Regions from separate parts of the Macaca mulatta genome. Here region 1 is linked to region 2. The links are chromatin contacts, called in public Hi-C maps. All regions are on one chromosome and are shown on one strand. The core of a region is the stretch at or near the end of the contact, and the rest is flanking DNA. Distances in the headings are between cores, read along the strand shown.

Region 1 (3,968 bases), core at 1,074-3,573, 180 kb before region 2:
TACTTTAAAAGAGAAATCCTGGCTGGGTGTGGTGGTTCATGGCCTGTAATCCCAAAATTTTGGGAGGCTGAGGGGGTTGGATCGCTTGAGCCCAGGGGTTCAAGACCAGTCTGGGCAACAATGGCAAAACCCCATCTCTACAAAAAAATCCAAAAAATTATCCAGGTGTGGTGGCGAGCACCTATAATCCTAGCTACTTGGGAGGCTAAGGCAGGAGAACTGCTTGAGCCGGAAAGGCGAAGGTTGCAGTGAGCCCAGATGGCCCTACTGCACTGCTGGGCAACAAAGCAAGACTGTGTCTCAGAAAAAAAAAAAAAAAAAAAAAAGAGATAAATTCTTTAACTTCGATTTAAATTATACTCTATAGGTCTTAGCTTTTATGACAATACTTAGATATAATAAATCTTGGTATTGCTGTGCTGCTAAATAATGAGATACTCATTTAATAAATCAATTTCCTGGCTGGGCACAGTGGCTAACGCCTATAATCCCAGCACTTTGGGAGGCTGAGGCAGGCAGATCACTTGAGGTCAGGAGTTCCAGACCAGCCCAACATGGTGAAACCCCGTCTCCACTAAAAACACAAAAATTAGCTGGGCGTGGTGTCGGGCGCCTGTAATCCTAGCTACTCGGGAGGTTGAGGCAGGAGAATTGCTTGAACATGGGGGGTGGAGGTTGCAGTGAGCCAAGATCGCGCCACTGCACTCCAACTTGGGCGACAGAGTGAAAAGCCGTCCAAAAAAAAAAAAAAAATCCATTTCCATTCCATTTTCCCTTACTAATTAGTGTTACTTGCAATTGCAAAATACATTCATGATTCCAGGGATTGAGAGGAAGTGATAGGAGAGGCGGTTAACAATGTTAGGTGATGTAAATAAACGAAGAAATTCTTTTGGAATAGAGGCAATGTGGAAAAATATTAGAAACTGTTGTTCAATGCTTCACAGGCTTTTCACTGCATGGTACAAACTTAAGCATTTAAAAATTGTCTATAACCCACTTGGAAGAGGGCATTCGTATGCTTAAAGTGGCCTCAGGGAAGGAGAGCAGAAAATTTAGGAAGATTAGCAACTGGGCTGTCTGGCTGTTGGCCTCAACTCCAAGAGGGAGCGCAGCTAGGCAAGGACACGGATTAAGCGGAAGAGGTTGGAACACCTGTGCAGGCCAGGTAGGGGAGGAGTTTCAGTGCTGACAAAGAACCCGTTGGGAGAGCTTCCTAAAACACCCAGCTGTCATGACGCACTGAGGAGTACTCTACTAGTTGACTGCTTTGAAGTGTGTGTGTGCGCTTGCTTGCTTTAGGAGACAAGCTATTAATACTAAAGCATATGTTAGGGAGTTGCTCAGCGTACTTGATATCTAGTAGCACCAGCCAAGCTAGCTAACAGCCTTCCCATGGAGATAGGCCAAGAAGTAGCTCCATAGAGAAAAAAGGAAGTAGTGGACCTGCCTCCAAGGTTCCGATACCGGGACGTGAAAGAGATCTGAAGTTCCTAATAGGCTGTTTACACTACCAGAGAAAAATCTGGCTCCCATCCAACCCCCACCCACGAGGTGCCCATTCCAGAGATGGGGCAAGCTGCCTTCTCATCTTCGGTAGGTGACAGCTCGGCTCACATTTGTCCACGTCTTCCATCTCGTGCCTTGGCAACATCCCCAAATGATTACTGGAAGAGCTGCCTCTTTTTATAATTTCCTGACAGAATTTATAAAATTAAACATTTAAAGACAGAATCGGGGACATGTTGCATTCACATTTGATGTTCAACCTGTGCACATTTTGGTGGTCCCCAATAATCGTCATGTCAAAGCATCAGGCTCGAAAGATCACCTTAAGCATCAAGATTTAAAAAAATAAAACACAACTCTCCTCAATCTAAACTCTAGGATTTGGATGACGCTTCCCTGTCAAGGTTTCTCCCGCGTGGAGGAGACAAGAGGCAGGAAAGGCAGGTAACTGAAATTGCCTCACCTAAAGGGGCTCAGCGCAGAGGAGGAATGAGATAATAGCGGCGGTGGGATCTTTTCCCTTCTCTCCCTTTCTATCTTGGAAACGGGGTGCGAGTGTCGGCGGAGCGGAGGCAGTCCAAGCTGCGGGGTACCGGCGGGAGGAGACTCGACGAGCGAAAGGGGCCAGCGAGGGTGACCAGGTGCCCGCTGGGGGACCCCGGCGGCGGTGGCCAGGGGCGCCCAGGTCCTCCCCGATCCCAGGATGCACTGCGCCCCGCCCCCTCCCCGCGCCGCGTTCCGCCTCCCCTCGGCCCCGGCCCCCTCCCGCCCAGCTCGGGGAGGCGGGGACGCGGCGGCGGCGGCGCCTTCACCAGTCGCGTCTTTCTCACTCACTGGGGAGCCCGGCGGTGGCGGCACCTTTCGAGGCAGACCCGCTGAGCTGCTAGCCCGCCGGCCAGGGAGTGAGAGGTCGGATCGACTGACGGCAGAGCCGACAGACGGACGGACAGCGGCAACGCCAGACGGCCAGAGTCGCCTCAAGTTCCGCCATGAGCTGGGGCACAGAGCTGTGGGTGAGTGGGGGAAAGGGGCGCCCCGCATGGACCCCGGCCCCTGAGAAGCGCGGGTTGGGCGGGCGCCGCGGACCTTCGGCGGTGAGAGCGCGCACCGCGGTCCTTGGTACGGCGCTGGCGGAGGGTGAGGGTCTCGCTCCTCTTTGTGTGCAGACTCCTCTTCCCTTCTCGGTCGGGGGTCTAGGGGGCCGCTAGTCCGTTCCCCCGCCTTTGCCACCGTGGTGCGGCTCGGGCGGCGCCCGGGACGGCCGGGGGAGCAGCCCGCGGGCTACTGCGTCCGCCGTGATCCCCTCTTGTCCCTTCCTCCTCCGCCTTCACTTTCCCGACGCCTGGCTTCGCGCCCGGCGGCTCGTCTCTCCCTTTGTATCTCTTCTCCTGGAGGCGGGGGAGGGGGCCCATTGTCCCCAATGGGCGCTGTTCGAGGGCGGGGAGGGGACCGGCCGCGATCCCTCGCCCGGGCCAGGTCCGCGGGGCTAGGGCGTCGCCCGGCTGGGGCGGCGCGGGGAGCGGGGAGCGGGGAGGCGCCGCCCAGAGCTCTCGCCCCAGGTATGGGGACCCAGGCGGCTTTGTTCGGAGCCCGGCCTCGGGCCAGCCAGGCCCAGCCCACACTCCCATTTCCCTCTCTCTGCTTCTGTGCTTCGGGCGGGCACAGCTTCGAGGGACTCCGGTTTGGCCAACCCCGGCTGCAGCCTTTGGGCTGATGGCTTGGTTTTGGGGGCTGAATTAAATCGAGTGATTTAATTCAGGAAGCTAATTTTGCCAAAAGGAGCGTACGGTTTCCCTGTTGCTTTACTTCCCCTTCCGTTCTTTATTCTCACTTGTTCTTTCTCCTTCGTTCTCTCCTTTCCTTTCCTCCCTGCCGTTCTTTGGCACAGGAGGCTCCAGACAATGCCCAATGTCTGGCCAAGGTACGGGCGGAGGGTAATAGGTCGGAGAATTTGCCCCTGGCGCCGGCGCGGAAGGGTGGAGGTGTAGAGGGCTGTGATTTCTCAGGTGCGGCCGGGGGAACTGGGTGCGTGGGGGCGCTGTTCCGAGAGCCGCCTGGCCTCAGCCACTCCCCTTTTTATTCCACCTGTGCCTGTTTTCCGTGCCTTTTGTTCGCGAGGATCTCGTGAAATCACTGCAGATAAAGGGGAGAAATAACTTTTGAGTATGTGTGTGCCCGGCCAGGGTGGGAGTGAAAGCCGATCGGTTAATTGAAAGGCAAAATGTTTTCTTATTTTTCTCGTCTACTCATAGATTGGGAATCTTAGAACTGTGACACTTTAGAGTCCATCTAGTGAACGCTTACTTAGCTAGCCAGGAATCTCTTGTGCAACATTCTGGACAAGTGCTTACCCAGTCTGTAAACACACCACCCAAGAGAAAATACCTTAGGAGCCCCTTCATTCTGTTTCTTAGATAGCATTAATTGTTCTTATATTGGGGAGGATTGTGTGGAAAAGA
Region 2 (3,941 bases), core at 1,184-3,683:
GAATCTGGCAAACTTGGAGGCAATAGGTATCCAGTACATAAACGAGGAGGGAGATAAACTGGGGAAAGATGGGAATAGGACTTGGAAAGATTTTTTTTTTTTGCAAAATTTAGCATTCATGTGTCAACATTTTATATATGTATCCTGAATAGAGATAACGGAAATATAGCAGAATATACTTCTGATCCTAAAAATGTAGGGGGGTAAATGGTATAGACAGCAGGTGGTGGCTATTATATTTAAAAGCTTTACTGAGTAGAATGTGTATTCATTCTTTAAATGGATGTGTGAGCCAATCAGAATACTGAACACTGAACGGTCCAAGAGTGAGCAGGTGAATGACATGAGACCAAACAGAGTCCTTCCCTGAGACTTTTCGAACAAGGGCTAAGGAAGACACCCCCTTTTCCCCTTGGACCACAAGTTTTAAGAATATAAGCCTAGAGCAGCCCACAGTCAGGCCCCACTGCATAAAGAAGCTGATGGAAGAGAATGTGGCCAAAGTGCTAAGAGAAGCAGATGCAAGAGACTAAGGTCCTAAAAATGTTTTCCTTCCCAGAAGTAGTCATCAACCCAGGCCACTCCACCCATGCCCTTCCCAGAGGTAAATTTCCTAGCTTACACCATCAATGTGCGCTTACAGGCTCACCTTATCAGTGTAAGATTAAAACTTGAGATGAAGATGTAACATACTGTGTCGGGCTATGCTGGAGATTATGTGTATAAAATGTGATCTCTGTATCTGAGAAACGCTACAAGGAGCCAACATGAACTGATGTTACATGAAAACATGCATATTATACACCCATTAATAATAGGGTTGTGCACTCATGTGTCAGCAATGAATGGAAATTAATGGTGTTTTGCAGTCTATTCCAGGGACTTCCATGGAAATAACTGAGTTGTCTTGAGTTTTTAAGGATAACGATGACATGAATTTGCCTCTAGGAAGAGGGAGAGGGATTCCTACTGTTGGAATGTCCTATGCCACTGGTGTAGGGGTGAGTTCTGCTCCCACACCCAGCACCTCCCAGCCAGGGGAAAGCATGAACCAACTGCACTCTCAGCCCTGCTTATGTGGCATCAGCACCATCAGCTCCTGGAGAATGTTTCCAAAAGGCTATTCTGCTATGTGGAAGGCCACAGACCCAATTCAGAGGTACTGGCTGAGACACCCCCTTTCTGATGCCAGATGAGCTTTACCTGGTACAGTCACCTGGGAGGGCAACCTTCATGACTTCTTTCCAGGTCAAAGGACAGGATGTTTATATCATCTCCAAATCACATTAGAATCTTCCCAAATGTACTCCTTAGACAGTCCTTAGGTGGACATGGCCTGGAAGTTTGGGAGCCCCTGCTCTTAGTCTGTGTGGGCCCATTGGGGTTTCCTTCTCCCCTTGCTATTCTTCTACTTGTCCCAGTAAGAAGCCCTAGCTCCAACCCTGTCCTCCAGGGTTCAGCTACTGAAGCACTCATTAAAATGACTGGTGCCCTTGTCTGTTGGCCTCACGACCCATGTCTTATTGTCATCATTAGAAAGCCTGAACATGATAGGGGCCCACTGAACATCTGGAGATAGCTCAGGGATTCTCAACCTAGGGTCCACAAACACCTGGAACTAAGATGTGCAATAAGTGTGCATGCATACTTCTGGAGACATGGCTCTTATTCATGATATTTGCAAAAAGGTAGGGGCCCTTCCCTCTCTCCCCAAAAATAGTTCAGAACTGCAGAGGTGTGAGGGACGACAGGCCACAGAGGAGTTATGCTCCTCACTGGGTAAGCCAGCCTTGCCAGCTTCTGGCTGAATTAGGGCTGCTTCCCACTTTGGCCCTAAGAGTCATTTTACTCTCTCAAACTCTGAACTAGCTCCCAAACTGGGAGAGGCTTCCAGAATGCAGTAATCCCCAACTCATACCACCTGTACTCTGTTCAAGTAATCCTGAAACCATGAGGTAAGGGGACTTGACTCCGTTCTGTCAAGGCTTTGTGTAGCGACCATGAGGAGACAGAGTGGAGGTGACTGAATCGGGATGGACTCAACTGAACCACACAGACCCCTTCAAAATACACCCACCGGGGCCTGGTAAAAATAAGAATCCAGCTGGAGACTGGTGGTCACAGGAAACAGTCCATCAGCTTCCTTATTTCTTCTGTACAAAAAGCTCTTTTGAGAGTGTGAATGGGGGCTTTATATAGTAAGTTCTCATCCACAGGCTAATAAATATGTGAAATGGCTTCTCAGACCAGGTTCCTGCAGCCTGGACACTGAGGTCATTCAAGAAACAATTAGATGCCATCTGGAGAGGGCTGGGACTCGAAAGGAAATTGCCTTGAAGGGCCAAACAGCATGCTCTCATTCCCAGAGTCTGACACATCCTTATCTTCATTCACATAAAGGACGGATGGAGCTCAGCCAGCAAATCCACGCTGGGAGCATAGAAGGAGCCAAGGCTGCAGCAATTAATAAAAGCTTAAGGATCAGGAGAATGCGCACTTCCAGCCTGCTGCAAGTAAATGGATCCCTCCAACAAATTTCTCCCTCGACTGTACTTGCACATTCAAGCAGAGCACCTTGCCATAACCCCAGCCTTGGCCCCACCAAGCTTGGGGTTTTCAGAGTTTTAGTGTAAAGCAATGAGAGGAGAGTTACAATTGCTTCTGGCCTAGCACTTTACAGTATATGATAAGCAACCAGATCTTTACATTATATCATGACTTGGTTATGTTACATAGAGTTAGCATTTCTAGAGGCATCATAATCCACTCCACTGCAAGGAACAGGCCCACAATTGAGAACCCTTACTTCGAGGATTGACTCTCAATTTTTTCCTTATTTTTAAATGAAAATTTAATGTCTTTTTTATATTAATAACCAGTCTCTTTAAATGTAAATGCAACTGTTGGGCAAGCTGAGCTTAAAAGTAAACTTTGCTAGAGAAATAAATATGGATTTAGATAAACAAGAGGGGATTATTTGTGCGTTAAGTGTTTTTGCAGCTTTTAGTCTCTTAAGTAGCAAAAGACCCTCTGGTACAGTGGTGCTCAAAGTGTGGTCTACAGGCTGGTCTGCAGGCTGGGGGGAGGTTTCTGGAGGTCTGAGAGGTCAAAACTTATTTTCATCATGATACAGAGACATTTTTTGCCTGTTTCACTGCTGGTGGTGCAGAAGCTGTGACGGGTGAATTCCTGGTGCCTCAGCACAAAGCAAGGCAGAGGCACCAAACTCTACCAGAGGCCATTGCACTCTTGACTCCCACTGGCTCAAAGAATTGAAGAAAAAGAGCCAGTTCCACCTAGAAGTCTTTGATGAAGCAGTGAGAATTACTCACTTTATTAAATCTGGGCCCTCGAGTACATGTCTGTTTAGTATTCTGTACAATGGAACAGGACATGCACAGAAAACAATTCTGCCGCGTTTCCAAGCACAGAGTTTGTCTGAAGGAAAAGCAACTGTGCAATTGAATCGTGGGCTCAACTAGCTGCTTTTTCGTGGAACACAGTTTTTACTTCAAAGAATGTCTGACAAACTTGGTTATTCAGACTCGGGTATTTATTTGGCAGCCATTTTCTGAAAAACGAACAAAGTGAGCCTGTTACTTCAAGGAAAACAACAGTGTTTGTTGCCAATGATAAAATTCCAGGTTTCAAGTGAAAATAGAATTTTGGAAAACTTGTATTTACCACATGAGTTTGACAGCTTTCCAATACTTTAATGATTTTTCTGATGAGATCGGTGGTCATATTAATGAATGTGAGTTTTGATATTACATAGTGAAATATGTAACATTTATCAGATCTGCATAACTTATAAACCAATATTTTTCAAATGGCCAATGCATGATGATATAAACTTATGCATGGGTAAAAGATCCATTCAAATTGCAAGAGAGATCCATTCAAATTGAATTTTAAGGAAATAAAACAAGTTCATTGATAGG

Evidence for each region. A called contact is a pair of places that touch in the nucleus more often than the background predicts.
Region 1: a Hi-C map of fetal cortex germinal zone shows a contact between it and region 2, with 6 times the contacts expected there. The contact joins the promoter of FNBP1L here to the enhancer-like site in region 2. A contact is called at or near these places in 4 of 14 Hi-C or Micro-C datasets (cortical neurons, fetal cortex germinal zone, fetal cortical plate and 1 more).

The regions. Positions count from the first base shown.
Region 1 is chr1:146,825,477-146,829,444 of T2T-MMU8v2.0, reverse strand. It overlaps FNBP1L (formin binding protein 1 like), which reads left to right and starts at 2,323. Exons shown (of 14, transcript XM_077952925.1): 1 at 2,323-2,522. The coding sequence starts at 2,499.
Region 2 is chr1:146,647,488-146,651,428 of T2T-MMU8v2.0, reverse strand. The region is part of intron 3 of BCAR3 (BCAR3 adaptor protein, NSP family member); the gene reads right to left. Among named protein-coding and RNA genes, the nearest start is that of BCAR3, 81 kb to the right of the region's middle. Within about 2 kb of position 2,433, at least 4 of the 40 cell types and tissues checked have an H3K27ac peak or open chromatin away from gene starts, as enhancers often do. A contact at or near this core is called in fetal cortex germinal zone, where this site is marked.